Linked DNA regions of Mus musculus: all the other regions are linked to region 1. A link is a contact called in public promoter capture Hi-C data. All regions are on one chromosome and are shown on one strand. Each heading gives the region's core, a stretch centred on a gene start, on an enhancer-like site or on the middle of the called end of the contact. The rest is flanking DNA. Distances are from core to core; before and after follow the strand shown.

Region 1 (4,678 bases), core at 2,046-4,545:
TGGGATTTTTTTCTAGATTAAGTAAAATGGGAAGGCCTAAAGGGACCGTGGGAGGGATTATTCCACGGACTGGGATTCCAGAGCACGTAAAAAAGATTAAAGTGAGCGCCAGCACTTCTTGCTCTCTGTCCCTGATTTTGGACACAATGCAACTTGTGCCCTCAAATGCTTTGCCAAGACAAACCCTTCTGTAAATGCTTTGGTGAGGTATTTTGTCAGCGAGACAAGAAAAGCAATCCCTATGGTAGCACACCAAGTAGCTCAGAAAGGCATGGAATTCAGAACTGGCGTGCCCACTTTTCCATTTAGCATGTCAGGGTCACAGCTGATTCCAAATGACTGAAACCCTAGATAAGGTGGGCCAACTTTCTACGAGGCCATGCACCCCCTCCAAAAAACTCAAAAAAGAGTTCAACTCCAAGTTAGGTCTGTTTTTTCTCTAATGCCAGTCCCCAAGTGCTAACACTGCAGTTTCCTGTTTTACACTTATGGTTGGCTTCGGTGTGAGTCCTCATGTTCAGAGCCATGTCTCTGAGTAATCCTGGTGTTTTTGCTCTGCTGCCCCAAAGGCCTGTGCACACCCTGGTGTGTCTTGTAAGTGCTGCCATCTGCTCTGCAATACAGCAAATTGATTGTACCCACCGCTGATCTCTTTTTCCTCAATTTTTTCAACAGTATATTGTTTTTACATCTCCCTCAACAGCTGTCAGATCCTTCCCATTTCCCTATCCACCCAACTTTCTTTTTATTGAAAAACAAAACAAACCCCACGAGAAACAAACAAAAAACAAAAAAGACTAATTAGAACAAAATGTGCCCCAACCAACCAACCCAGTAAAATTAAACAAAAACTCCCCAAGAATACCACTGAGTTTGCTTTGTGTTGGCCAACTACTCATGGGGCCTGCCCTAGAGTGTGCTCCACTAACTGCTTGGTTAGGGGTGACACCCTGTGTGGTGGGGAGCCTGTCTGACTTGACCCTGCATAGGCCTTGTGTGTGCCACCACAATCTCTGTAAATTCACACGGGCGTCAGTCCTGTTTGTCTAGAAGACACCATTTTCTTGGGGTCATCCATCCCCTCTAGCTCTTAGAATCTTCTGCCTCTCTTCCATAAATATCCCTGAGACTTGATGGGTAGGGTTTGATAAAGAGATCCATTCAGGACAAAGTTCTCTAAAGTCTCTCTCTGCATCCGGGCCAGCTGTGTTAATTCCCGTCTACTACAAGGAGCTTCTCTGAGGAGGCCTGAGTGAGGCGCTGATTTATGGGTATTGGGGTGCGACATTCAGAGCCATCTCATTGCTGTGCTCCTTTAGGCTCCGACCCCACCCACCAAGGGGCTGTGACCTCTCTAGTGTCAGGTTCTTGACCATGGACTGGGTTTAAACACAATCCAAATAGGTTGGTCACTTCCATAACACTTGTTCTGCAACACTATTGCTCCAGTGTATCTGGTAGGCAGGTCTCTGTTGTCGGTCCTGGGGTTTGTATCTGGGTAATACTGATGGTTTCCCTGCTCCTCTAGTAGTGTGCAGAGCACCTTCAGGCCCCATGAACACTAGTCAGTGTGTGCCACCAGCCCAACGTCTCCATGTTCTATCACATAAGTAAATGTCTTCTGCTATTGGACTTTACCATCACATTGTGGAGAACAACCAATAAATAGCCTGTGATGTTTGGGGGTTTTTGTGGGGCTCCTTTGACCAACAACTCAACAAGATAGAACCCATTCCTGGCACTGGAGGTTTTACTTGGTGACATAAATATCTAGGTGTGGCTTTATCTCCCTTATTATTAGTTGTTTTCGTGTGTGTGTATGTATGTATGTGTGTATGCATGTATTATGCATGTATGTATATATGTATGTACACACATATACATGAAGCTTTATAGTAGTTTCCATGTGGTTTTTCAAATGGCCTGTTAGATATTGCTCCATATTAATTTTTTGCAGTGCTGGAAAGTGAACTGAGGGCCTCACACATCTTAAGTCAGCATTCTACCATGGAGCTAGAGCCCCAGTCAGGGTGTGCAAATGGCCTTGAGCGTTTGATTGTCAATAGGGTATGCAATGCCTGCTCAGATCTTTCTCAAACCACTATCAGACCTGAATGCCAATGGCCAGCCTGCGGCCCCTTCCAACTTTGGACAGTTTCTACCCTCAGACGGAAACTCAAGCTCTCTCAGCGAGCACACATGGGATTTCAAGCTCGAGGAGAGCCTGTGTCACAATGAGGTGACCTTGTCTCAAACCAAACCAAAACAAAAAAGGATATGGACAAGTGTTTGCGTGACTTTCCATGTTTATTTTCTGTAGTCTGCAGTCTAACTGGAAGACCTATGCATTAGGATCTGTTATTAGATATATTTGCTGGTTCCTTACCTCCCGCCTGAAACATTAGACCGTGAGACTCTGGCAGCATTCCTTAGCTCACACCTAAACACGATTTAAGAAGTAACTAAGCTGCTGTTTCCAGTGAGTGAACGGAGGTGGGCACAGCTGTGCGTGTGAGGGTGAGGGGTGTTTGTCTGCTTCTGTTCCATCTCCCCCAAAAGTGAACATGGAAGAAGTTTCCAAAGGCTAAAATTACAGAACATACATATCTCATTAACAAAGCAGTCAATTCCCTTTATTTTTAAAATTTTATGTACACATATGAATGATCTGTATAATGTACATTCAATATAGAAAGCTTTATATATTTGATAATGTATAGAACATTTCACAATTACACTAATCTCTTACATAACATCTTCACATCCATTTTTAGTTTTAATTTTTTTGCACAAGCTCCTTGTCGTTCAGTTTGGTGACGCCTGTCATACACACCGATGTGCACCGAGCTCTCAGAGTTAATGATTGAGGATCTGGTCACGGGTGGAGGGACGATGAGAGGAAGACGGTCATGGAGACCTGGTGCAGGAGAGAGAGGCGCCCTGCTCTGGGATAAGATTTAGCCCAATGTTTGTAGACTGCAGCTTAATCCCACAGTCACAGTAATTCAAAAAAAAGTTATAAAAACTAGGAAGAAAGTTTGTCTTTTTGATTCACAGTCTTGTAAACAGATATAAAGGAACAAAATGTGCTTACATACATCAAGAAGAAGAAATTCTTGTGTACCCAGGTGGCTGACCCACAGAGTGCTTTCTCAGAACGTGATACGTCAGAATCATGGACTCTTCTCCTAAATAAAAGTCTATTTATAGAAAAAGGAATAACACTGTCATGAAACCAGGAGAAAGGCAGCGGAGTCTGTTTCAACATGTTGGTTGGAGGAATGTGGGCGCAGTACTGGCCTTCCAGCATTTACTGTCTGAGTGCTTCAAGTCTGATAGCCAAGGTCTCCTGCCTCATGGTCTACGGGAGGCGGCAGATTAGACATGGCTGATGAGGATGTACCTGCTGTAAGGTAGCCAGCAACTCCAGGTCCTGCAAGAGAGAAAGGAAAGCAGGCATTTTTTCTATCAGTCTCAGGGACCAGCACCCAGTACAGACCACTGGGAAGCTCTAAATACGATCTACATGTGTAACTGTCTCAACAGGCAGCGATACAGCACCTATGTTCATGGCTTTTAGTATTTGACACAATTAGAATAATTTTAAAATTCATGCAGTAACACTGGTGTAGAAATAGGGGATTTCCCCTCTTTTCACACCTGGAAAGTTTAATTTTACAAAAAAAAAAAAAAAAATCGAGGGTACTTAAAGAAAACATGGGAACAGACAGACGGAAGACGCCCTCCCCACCCCGCTCAGCCCATCTCAAAGTGATGCACAACTGGATTCTCGACACTAGCAGCTTCCGAGACGGACATTCTAGGTAGCCTGTGTTCACTTGGTACAAAGGAGGTCACTTTAGTAAGCGGCACCCAGGGAACACAGCTCGCTCACTACATAAGGTCTCTTTGAAGAGGAAGGCTCTGGACACTCTTCTCGTAGGTCAAAGCATGCTCCAGAGGAGACAGTAGCATTTTAGTCGTAGTCTCCACGTGTTGTGACTGAAAGTCTCTATGGCGTGAAAAGGTGGCACTCGGAAGCAAGCTTGTCAGCAGCCCCTGGGCTCTGGCTTCTGGAGCTGACTCTGGGCACCACAGACAGTTGCTTTCATCTCAGAAGCACCACACAATGCAGCAAGCGCTTGCAAGAGAAACTGGTTTAGCGCTGCAGAGGCAGTGCTTAGCTGAGTCAGAGGAAACATGGCAAAGGTGTACACTAAGGGTCGGGACAGGAAAGGTGGTGCGAGCAACATGCATTGAGCAAAAGGTTTCTCTACCTGCTTCAGAGAGCTACACAGAAGTTAGCAAGCTGCCTGGCAGAGCAGTTCTAAAGCCCACTCCTGAGGTGAAGGGGGCTGCTGCCAGTTAGAAGGGAAGGAGAGACACCTGGGGGGAGAAAAGAAATGTAAGCAGCAAGGGAGTCGTGAGGACGTGCACACAGCAGAGCGATCTGATGCGGGGAAGGCAACAGGACTGATGGAGGACAGAGGTCATAATTCACTTCCATCTCATCTCTCAGCTTCTGAGCACTGACTCCGGATGGGAAATGGCTGCCACACACTGTGCCAGTGCTGGCGAGGCCACAGTGACTGCCTGCATGAGCTGGGACTGAAGCTAACCAGAGTGCCTGGGTCCTTAGAGTCAAGTACTTTTAACACTTACTAAAAGGATTTTCCCT
Region 2 (4,900 bases), core at 279-2,778, 91 kb after region 1:
AAGCCAGAGTCTACACATCCATCTCCTGAACATCTGTCATAGCTTTCCACTGAGAATCCTCCTGGTTGTTTTGAAATACTGTTATTGTGAGCTGTGCACTACAACTCCTGAGGCAGGGAGAGCAAGCCACGCCTCATGTGTGCTACACAAGTGCTCTACACTGATGTCTTTTCCCTAAGTGTCCACCGACGGGCGGTTTCTCATTCTTCCCCCCTCGTAAACCTGTGGTAAAGTACCAGTATGTTTTCAACTTTCACAAGACAAACGTTTTAAGACTCTACCTGTCTGAGCTCCACATAGTACCCACCTTTCTTCTATGCCTGGCTTACTGTGATCTTAGTTCTATTCATGTCACAAATGACAATTTCATTCTTTTTACACCTGAATGATATCCCACTGTGTGTACGCACCACCACACTTTGTACATCTGTCAGGGTACTTACAATGTACCATTCCTGGGCTTGTGTGAATAGTTGTAAAATTAAGCATGAGAGTGAAGATGTTTATTTATTTATTTTTAAATTGTCTCTTTTGTTTATATACCCAATAGTAGTTTATCTGTATCCTATAATAGTTTTGCTTTGGCGTTTTTAAAGACCTCTCTTAAGTATCCTACGTTACATTCCAACCAACAGTCTAAAGGCCACTTCCTATCTGTCGTCCCCAGGACCTGCCTTTAGTCTTCCTGGTGATGCCATTCTTAATAAGGTGAAGTGACACCTTGCAGTTTCACTACATTTCCCTGATGATTAAAGACCCTGAGCATTTTTTCACACGTGTGGTCATCTGCATGTTTTTAAAATGACTATGTAGTGCTTTTGTCCCCAGCTTTTTGTCTGTTTGGCTCCTGGAGTTCCTTCCAGGTTCTGACTATTAGCCCCTGGTCAACTGAATAATTTGCAGGTGACATTCTCTCACTCTGGAGCGCGTCCCCACTTGCTCTGGTTCAGTAGCAGGCTTCCAGTTTGATGGCATGTGTTTATTTTGCTTTCTTTTCCTGTGCTTGAGAGTCTTGTTACTCTATCCTGCCCCCCCCCCCCAAATCTTAGCCATTTCAATACCTTAAAATATTTCTGTGTTTTCTTCTCAACATTTTGGTTTAGGCCCTGTATTGGGATTGGTTTTTCGAACTGGTGAGAGGTGAGGGTGTAGTATCATCATCTGTGTCTTTGTGTACATCCAACTTTCCCAGCACTAGCACTGTAAAGGCCATCCCTCCTCAACTCACCACCGCCATGGATGCTAGGTCTACACTAGCCTCTACTCGGCTCCAAAGCTCTGCTTTACCCAGGGCCATGCTACTTCAATCTCTACAGCTTTGTTCAATGTGGAGTAAGCTACATAAGACCTCTTGCTTTCTTTTCCCTCAGGGAGGCTTTAGCAACCTGGGGTTTTGTGGTCGTTTTATTTGGATTTGAGAATTTCTTTTTACGTTGTGAAGAAAAGAAAAAGGCATCTCTTCTCTTGTCCAGCTTGCTCCTGAACATAAGCATAACAAGTTACCGGCTTCACTGTCCTCCTCTCCTCCCCTCCCCTCACCCCCATCCTGCTCTGGGGTCAGTCACCATGACTGTCTCTAATATGAGCATCTGTCACTGAATTTCACAGGCCAAATGTCAATTTTCTACTAGTACTGTGCTTAAAATCCTGTTTGGATACTAAAGTCCCATTCAAATTTATAGCATCTGCTCTGCCAACAAATACTGGAGTGATCCAGGAGAAGTCCATCCTCGTAGATTCCATCTAGAAAAACCAACATGTGACTCTGAAGTTCCCACAGTGGATCTGCACTTCCACTTTAGCTGAACATCTGTTCCTTCCTTCCGGCCTTAAGTGGCTTGCTTAACCCAAAGAGGACATTTTTTTCATGGAAGAAAAGTGCTTTTACTCTCTGTAGTCTCCCTTTCTTGTTCCCAGAAGAAACATGTAATTAAATTATGTATGGACTTCCCGAGTGGGAGAAACAAGTAGAGAAGAAAGCTGCTTTGCCAGCCCGTGGACTAGACTCACAACAACCCTTTACTCATAAAAGCAGGAAGCACCTGCAAGTGAGGCCCGGTGGGACCGCACAAAGATACAGAAATGGGTCACGTGACATCTCTGAGGCACAACCTGGAAGGTTATCTCTAAGTGAGGCCCGTGAAGAGAAAGCAGAGGTACGTATTCATTTGATTGCCACAATCAGTAAATTTCCCCAGATGGAATAGCAATGTGTATGTGTCTAGAATCTCTTAAAACAGGCCCCAATTCTTAAAAAAAAAAAAAAAAACAAAGAAAAGAAAAAATATCACATGGAGAATGTATTGTATAAATACATTTTTAGAGAGAAGGTTCAACTAGGAATTAAAAATAAAATTTTGATTCATGGCTGGGTAGTGGTGGCACACGCCTTTAATCCCAGCACTTGGGAGGCAGAGGCAGGCGGATTTCTGAGTTCCAGGACAGCCTGGTCTACCGAGTGAGTTCCAGGACAGCCAGGGCTACACAAAGAAACCCTGTCTTGAACCCCCCCCCCACAAAAATAATAAATAAATAATAAAATTTTGATTCGTGTTTTAATTTTTTTATGTTAAGACTGTTGAAGAATATTTTAAACTCAGATTCAAATTGGTCAGAAAATAAATAAGAACAATGGATTTTAGTGCTGCACGATGCACACAGCAAACTGAAACCACTGAGAAAAGGGGATTGAAAAGAAAACCCTGTTGAAAGGAACCGCCAAGTAAGTGGAAGGTCTTCTGTTTATGGGTGGGAAACATTAGCTCTGCCGAGTCAACGCCACTAAAACCCCAGCCACTTGCAGTGAGATTAACAATTCTCTGAAAAAGTGATACAGCAGTACAAGAAATGCAGAATAGTCAACATTACTCTGAGGTTGCAGCCTCATACCTCCCTGTCTCAAAGGGTAGAAAACTACATTAAATCAAACCAACACATTAGGGACTTTATCACAGATGGGTATCCAGATCAATGGAATCAAATTGAGAATTCACATTTTGGCAAGGGTGTCAAACATTCAATGGGAAAAGAATGGTCTTTTCTTTTCAACAAGTGATTCAAGTATATGTAGATCTTCATTGCACACCACATAAAATTAATTAAAATTAAAGTTATAGAAGTCACAAAAGGAAATCCATTGTAACCTTAGATTGCTTCTTACAAATGACAAAAAGAACAAGAGACACAAAAGAAGACAAGATGGATTTCATGAAAATTAAAAACTGTGTACTTTTATACAATGGCATCAGGAGAGTTGGAAGGCATCCCTCAGCACTGGAACAATACGTGCCAAACACTGATCTAGGATAGGATTTGTGTTTAAAGTAAAGAATTTCTATAGCTGAGCAATCGGAGAGAGAACTTAATTAAAAATGGGTGAATGAGATTCACACCACCTTGTAAACACCAGTTTTCTCTAACTATGCTCAATGAAATTATGAGAGAATACACACACAGTATTCTACAAGGGTAGAAACTATACTCCCTAACATATAAGTTCATAAAGCAAGAAATTAACAGTTAGTGAGTTTGCTAAGGTAAGTCAGAAGCACTAGTGTTCCAACATTGGCCTACCCAAGAAGCCACCACACCATCAACCAAACCATGAAAAGCGAAGCGTAAGAACAAAAGCTATGCAGACATGTTGTGTTTTACCCATGACCCACCTCAGAGAACTGTGGCCTGCAGAAACCTGTCTGTCCAAGGGAGACACTCAGACTCACTGGTCAGTGCTTCTCAGAATATGCTGCTTTTCTAACAGTCAAGGAGCTCCAGTCAGTGACTATCAATGTATGTAAGGCCTAATTTCATAGCCTTCATTCACTCTACACCACCTCATTAACTCTTCACAATAATCTATGGGGAACGAATTGCCATCACCCAATGGGGAGGGAACACACAAGGACATCTTGGTCCAACTAAAACAAATATAAACATGAAATGATATTGTTTCCATCCAAGAAAAAAGTTCTAATAAAAATTTTTATTCAAATAAATAATTAAATAAACACAGCTTATTGCAGAGGCAAACGGTTGCTTCACAGGCCAGCCTCTGGCAATGCAGCAGGAACACTGGAGCAACCCAAGCCCTACCCCTGCACTTTCTCTTGTTAACTTTTCAATTTTTTAAGGAAAAACCTAGAAAGATCAAAAGAAAAGGAGACGCCAGGCAGTGGTGGTGCACGCCTTTAATCCTAGCACTTGGGAGGCAGAGGCAGGCAGATTTCTGAGTTCGAGGACAGCTTGGTCTACAGAGTGAGTTCCAGGACAGCCAGGGCTGCACAGAGAAACCCTGTCTTAAAAAACCAAAAAAAGAAGAAGAAGAGAAGGAGGAAGAAGAGGAGGAGGAGGAGGAGGAGGAGGAGGAGGAGGAGGGACAGCAATGCATTTCCAATGTGGTACGGACATTTAAAATGTGTGCACAGCTTTCCAGCAGAGACAGCCCAAGAGCACTGATGGGCTGGGCCTCACCATCAAAGAACTGACACTGGACTGAAATGATTCTTTATGAAGCTCAGAAAAGTAAAAGCAAAGAATACTTACTTTCCCCTCCATGAGTGCTTGGTTGTGTAGAAACATGCCAGATCCTTATTTTCCCTAATTATGTTCATTTTGTGCTGAAACCTGGAAGACAGAGGTACACATTCCCTTAGTACAGTGTTGCATGGTCTCACTTTTCCTGACTCCCTCATAGCAAGGGACAGCACTCCTCAGGTCCCTAGCCCTGCACTGCTGTAAGGTTTAAGGACACAGGACTGCTCAGTGCTGTGCTCAGCACTGTATCCTGATCCTCTTCCCAACCACTTCTTTTCCCCTGGACTCACTAGACTTTGCTGCTCACGTCAAAAGTTGTCCTTGATCAACATCCTGAGTACAGAAAAATCTAGTAAAGGTTTCCAGA
Region 3 (4,338 bases), core at 1,443-3,942, 110 kb before region 1:
GAAAATGCTTCTGCAACCTTATTTAATATATTTTATTTCTGGAGAAAGTTCGGGTCAGATGGTATTTATTGCTTGAATATTTTGTTAGATTATGCTTTTGTTTTGAAGGGAAAAGTTGACAAAGCTGTACCTCTGTATGAATTGGCTGTTGAAATTCGGCAGAAATCCTTTGGCCCAAAGCACCCCAGTGTAGCTACTGCCTTGGTAAACTTGGCAGTCCTTCATAGCCAAATGGTAAGCATCTACATTTCAACTGTTTGCAAATGAATGATCTGAATGTAATATATAGATTACCTCATATATTATATATAATGTATATATTTTATACATATGGATAAATGTGAATTAATGGCATAGTAAGGCAATAAGCAGGCTTGTGCTTATTATAGAAGCGAGTCAAATTGTTACTAAGCCATGTCTAAAACTTAAAAGAGTTTTTACTTTCCATTATTCTGCTTCTCCAGTTATGATTGTCCATAAAATAATGTTTCCTTAATATCTCTTAGAAGGATATTAAGGTTTTCAAAGTGCTTATCAAAGTATGTCAGAACAGTATAGAATACATTAATAATAATTTTAGACACACTATGTGTTAAGTGAGCACTGTTACTTTTTTTTTAATAAGAAAAAGCACAGTGAAGCCCTGCCACTATATGAAAGAGCATTAAAGATTTATGAAGATAGCTTGGGGAGAATGCATCCTCGAGTTGGAGAAACATTGAAAAATTTAGCTGTGCTCAGGTAAGAATGTTTCTCATCTATCCCAATATTTAATAGCTTTGATTTATCACAGAACAGCATGAAATATTTATCCCTGAAAATAGTCTACCTTGGGGTGAGGGTAGTTGTTTTGGTCTCGTGTAGCTTTAGATACTCAAGTGGTACTCAGAAGCAGAGAGAAAGCAGGCTTACTTTTTGGAGGCGTGTACTGTGGACAGTAGTGAAGACAGCCTATACCAGCACTTCCTGCCTATGGGGTGACAGGGCTACGTACTAACCTCAGAGCTGATGAGTTAGGTGTGTGTTGAGTTTTGCTCACTCCTGTGCGTTCATCTCGGAATGCAGGTGATAACAACACTTAGCATTTTTTTATTATTTTTTTTTAATTAGGTATTTTCTTAAATACAGGGGAACACCAGGGCCAAGAAGTGAAAGTGGGTGGGTAGGGGAGTGGGGTGGGGTGGGGTGGGGGAGGGTATGGGGGACTTTTGGGATAGCATTTGAAATGTAAATGAAGTAACTACTTAATAAAATATTGGAAAAAAAGAAATGTAAATGAAGAAAATATCTAATAAAATTTTTTTTAAAAAAAGAAAGAAAAGAGTGCAGTGGGAATGGCAAATGAGTTGCAACTTGTTTTTCTGCACCTTGATGGCTACTTAGAAGCAAGAGTTTCTTGTTAATAGCAGTGCATCTCTCATGTTGTTTCCTCTCAAAGCTATGAAGAAGGGAATTTTGAAAAGGCTGCTGAACTGTACAAAAGGGCAATGGAGATAAAAGAAGCAGAGACATCACTTTTGGGTGGAAAAGCTCCTTCAAGGCAGTCATCAAGTGGAGACACATTTCTCTTTAAAACAACTCATTCCCCTAACGTTTTTCTTCCCCAAGGGCAAAGCTAACCGTCAATTCTTTGCAAGGATACTTCAAGATAAAACAGCTAAACATCTGGAATATTCTCAGTGTTTTTAAAGAAAATCTTTTTTTTCCATCTTAGTGTTATTTAGCTGGCATTTATATGACGTTGTATTGAGTTGCATTGAATTGTCGTGTCAAGTTTAAATTGATTAAAGAACCTGTTTCCTATGGGATAAAATCCAGGATGACGACATCAGCACTCAGTGGCATGAGGAGTGGCTTGGTCTCTGCAACAAGAGCTGGCAGGACCCCATGGTTTAAGAAATCCACAGTTCTTTTCTCTCCCTCAAGAGCAGCCTTAGCTCTGGCCATTCACTGTCTGTTCCTAGCAGGGCTCTGAGCCAGTTCTCTACCTCAAAGAACTTTCAAGGGCTAAAGGGATGTTGATAATATAAATAATATAAAGGGATGTTGATAATGAGTCGGAACAGTCTTCAGTGAAACGAGCTAGATAGGAACTCTGTTTGTTTTCCTTTTTCTGGGTTTGTGTGTGAGGATGTGCGCGCGCGCGCACACACACACACACACACACACACACACGTGTGCATGTACACATGGAGGACAGAGGTCAGCCTTGGGTATCATTCCTCAGGCGCTGTCCACCGTGACTTGTTTTTGTTTTTGGTTTTTGAGACAGGGTCTCAGTGACCTGGTGCCCTTAATTAGTCTGCCTGGCAGTCCACATCCTAGTGACCCACACCCCTGCCTCTCTCTCCTAAGACCGGAGCACAAGCTTCCATCTCTACCCCCAGTTCTCTAAAGTGGGCTCTGGGGGTTGAACTTGGGTCCTTATGCTGACATGGCAGACGCTTCACAAACTGAGCTATCACCCTAGCCTCTTACCACATTGTGAATCTCTGTAGCTCGGGGTGACCATGAACTCTTGATCACTCCCCACTCCCCCGGAGTGTTGGGACCACAGAGGCATGCCTCCACAGCTGGCTTGGCTTTTAGGCCTTCCTCTTCCCTAAGCTGGTTTAGCCAGCCTCCGCTTTCTGTGCTGTCTCCAGGAAGCTTCTCACAGTGCTGCAGCGTCGCCAGTGACAACATGCGTGCCACCACAGGTGCCAGTGACGACATGCGTGCCACCACAGGTGCCAGGCTCTTTACCATTCTCATCTTGCTTACTGTGGGACAGGTCTAAAAAGTCAACTACTCGTGAGCTGAGGCACAGGTTTTCAAGGTCAGTACCAGCTTAGAGTATGGGGTGAGTTCAAGGCCAGCCTGGGCACCTTAGTGAGACCTTGTCACAAAATAGAATAGAGCTGAAGGCACAGCAGTAGAATGCCTCGGACCCTGGGTTTAGTCCTCAGCACACACACACATACAAAAAGCCATGACAAATCCATTTCCTTCGTAAATGGTCAAAATCAGTCTTGCCTTACCTCGCTTAGTTGGTGTTTTTATACTGGAAATTAAATATTTTTATAGATTTGATAAATATTGCCACATTTTAGATATTTGTTTTTATTTGTATATAGTAAAATTTTCAATGATTTAAAATCTTATAAGATCTCAATATGTATTATTGTAAAGATGACAGGCATAAAAAATGTATGTTTTAAAATAAAAGTGTAATTGCAAGTTCTCTCATTTTGCAGTCTGTATTAGAGGGCTATTTTGCATAGTTATTTAAGAATAAACTTTGAACATGTTTCAGCAGACTTGAATTTTGGCCAAGTTTAGTCAATAGTTTGCTCAACTTGAAGAACTGTGGTGACCTCAGGGTGTGCCCAGTGTCACCAACTCCTGGTGGATGCAGAAGCCAGTATCATCACCAGCCAACACTTACTTACAATTTAGACGTAACCTTGAGGTCCCTCCCTGAGCCCGCTCAGAAGCAGCCTGAGAGCTAGGTGGCCAGGTCAGTCCTGCCAAAGCTTTGAGTTTAGGAAGCGTCGCTAAAGTCTACACACTTGTAAGTTAAATTAGACAGGACATGACAAAATGAGCTTTCTTCTTCCACCTTCTGAGGGAGGCTCAGAGGAACTAAAAAGCTAAAATATGACCATAACCTATCTTTGGAGTTTGCCCCCTCTGAAAGGTACAAATAACAGAATTCATAAGCATATTAGACATTGATTTTTACAACTAATATATCAAAGCTTAAAATCTATTTCATGACTAATGTAATACACTAAAAGTATAGTATTAATCACCTTTTTAAAAAAAAAACTTTAAATAATCTGTGACCAGTACTCTAAAAGACTCTTCAAATCAGCATAGTCTTTGTTCTTCTAAAACTTAGATCTGAGAATTATACAAAATATTTTAGAAACTGCAGTGATATCTCATTGACTTTATGGTACAAATGATAACAGAAGTGGTCACTAAATTACATATTTCCTTTTTTTCTAAATTAAACATTCAAATTTAGTACATAATAAGATCATGATTTTACCATTTATTGCACTAACTGTGTTCTTTGCCTCATGAGAATGCTAAGAGCACCTGCACCAGACATTTGTGTGAGGATGTGTGATTCCCAAGCAGTAGGATACGCTCCCATTAACAGATACTTGCTTCACATATATTGGTGTTAGCATAGATGTGATTCTCAGATTGTGTTCATGCTAACATACACCCCCCACACACAGTGAAATGGTAATTTTCAGACACTCCCTAATAAAGAGCTGGCAGGAACCAAACTTTGCTCTAAGTTGTCTTCAGTACTTGACAGAAGGGGAATCATGAAAAGCAGAA

The links. Capture Hi-C pulls out chosen DNA fragments and counts their contacts.
Region 2: a contact with region 1 is called in a promoter capture Hi-C map of adipose tissue. The contact joins two enhancer-like sites. A contact is called at or near these places in 1 of 115 datasets of contacts at active chromatin or transcription factors (embryonic stem cells) and 4 of 9 other capture datasets (adipose tissue, embryonic stem cells, liver and 1 more).
Region 3: a promoter capture Hi-C map of adipose tissue shows a contact between it and region 1. The contact joins two enhancer-like sites. A contact is called at or near these places in 1 of 15 datasets of contacts at CTCF or cohesin (embryonic stem cells), 11 of 484 Hi-C or Micro-C datasets (CD8 T cells, the G1E-ER4 cell line, Sertoli cells and 3 more), 4 of 115 datasets of contacts at active chromatin or transcription factors (all in embryonic stem cells) and 4 of 9 other capture datasets (adipose tissue, embryonic stem cells, liver and 1 more).

Annotation. Positions count from the first base shown.
Region 1 is chr9:104,148,991-104,153,668 of GRCm38.p6, forward strand. Dnajc13 (DnaJ heat shock protein family (Hsp40) member C13) reads right to left here. Exons shown (of 56, transcript NM_001163026.1): 56 at 2,607-3,433. The coding sequence ends at 3,327. Among named protein-coding and RNA genes, the nearest start is that of Ackr4, 25 kb to the left of the region's middle. Within about 2 kb of position 3,296, at least 6 of the 459 cell types and tissues checked have an H3K27ac peak or open chromatin away from gene starts, as enhancers often do. A contact at or near this core is called in adipose tissue, where this site is marked.
Region 2 is chr9:104,242,218-104,247,117 of GRCm38.p6, forward strand. Dnajc13 (DnaJ heat shock protein family (Hsp40) member C13) reads right to left here. Exons shown (of 56, transcript NM_001163026.1): 2 at 4,543-4,623. The coding sequence starts at 4,610. Among named protein-coding and RNA genes, the nearest start is that of Dnajc13, 18 kb to the right of the region's middle. Within about 2 kb of position 1,529, at least 57 of the 459 cell types and tissues checked have an H3K27ac peak or open chromatin away from gene starts, as enhancers often do. A contact at or near this core is called in adipose tissue, where this site is marked.
Region 3 is chr9:104,040,514-104,044,851 of GRCm38.p6, forward strand. Nphp3 (nephronophthisis 3 (adolescent)) reads left to right here. Exons shown (of 27, transcript NM_028721.3): 25 at 109-234; 26 at 626-741; 27 at 1,439-3,298. The coding sequence ends at 1,619. Among named protein-coding and RNA genes, the nearest start is that of Uba5, 20 kb to the right of the region's middle. Within about 2 kb of position 2,693, at least 6 of the 459 cell types and tissues checked have an H3K27ac peak or open chromatin away from gene starts, as enhancers often do. A contact at or near this core is called in adipose tissue, where this site is marked.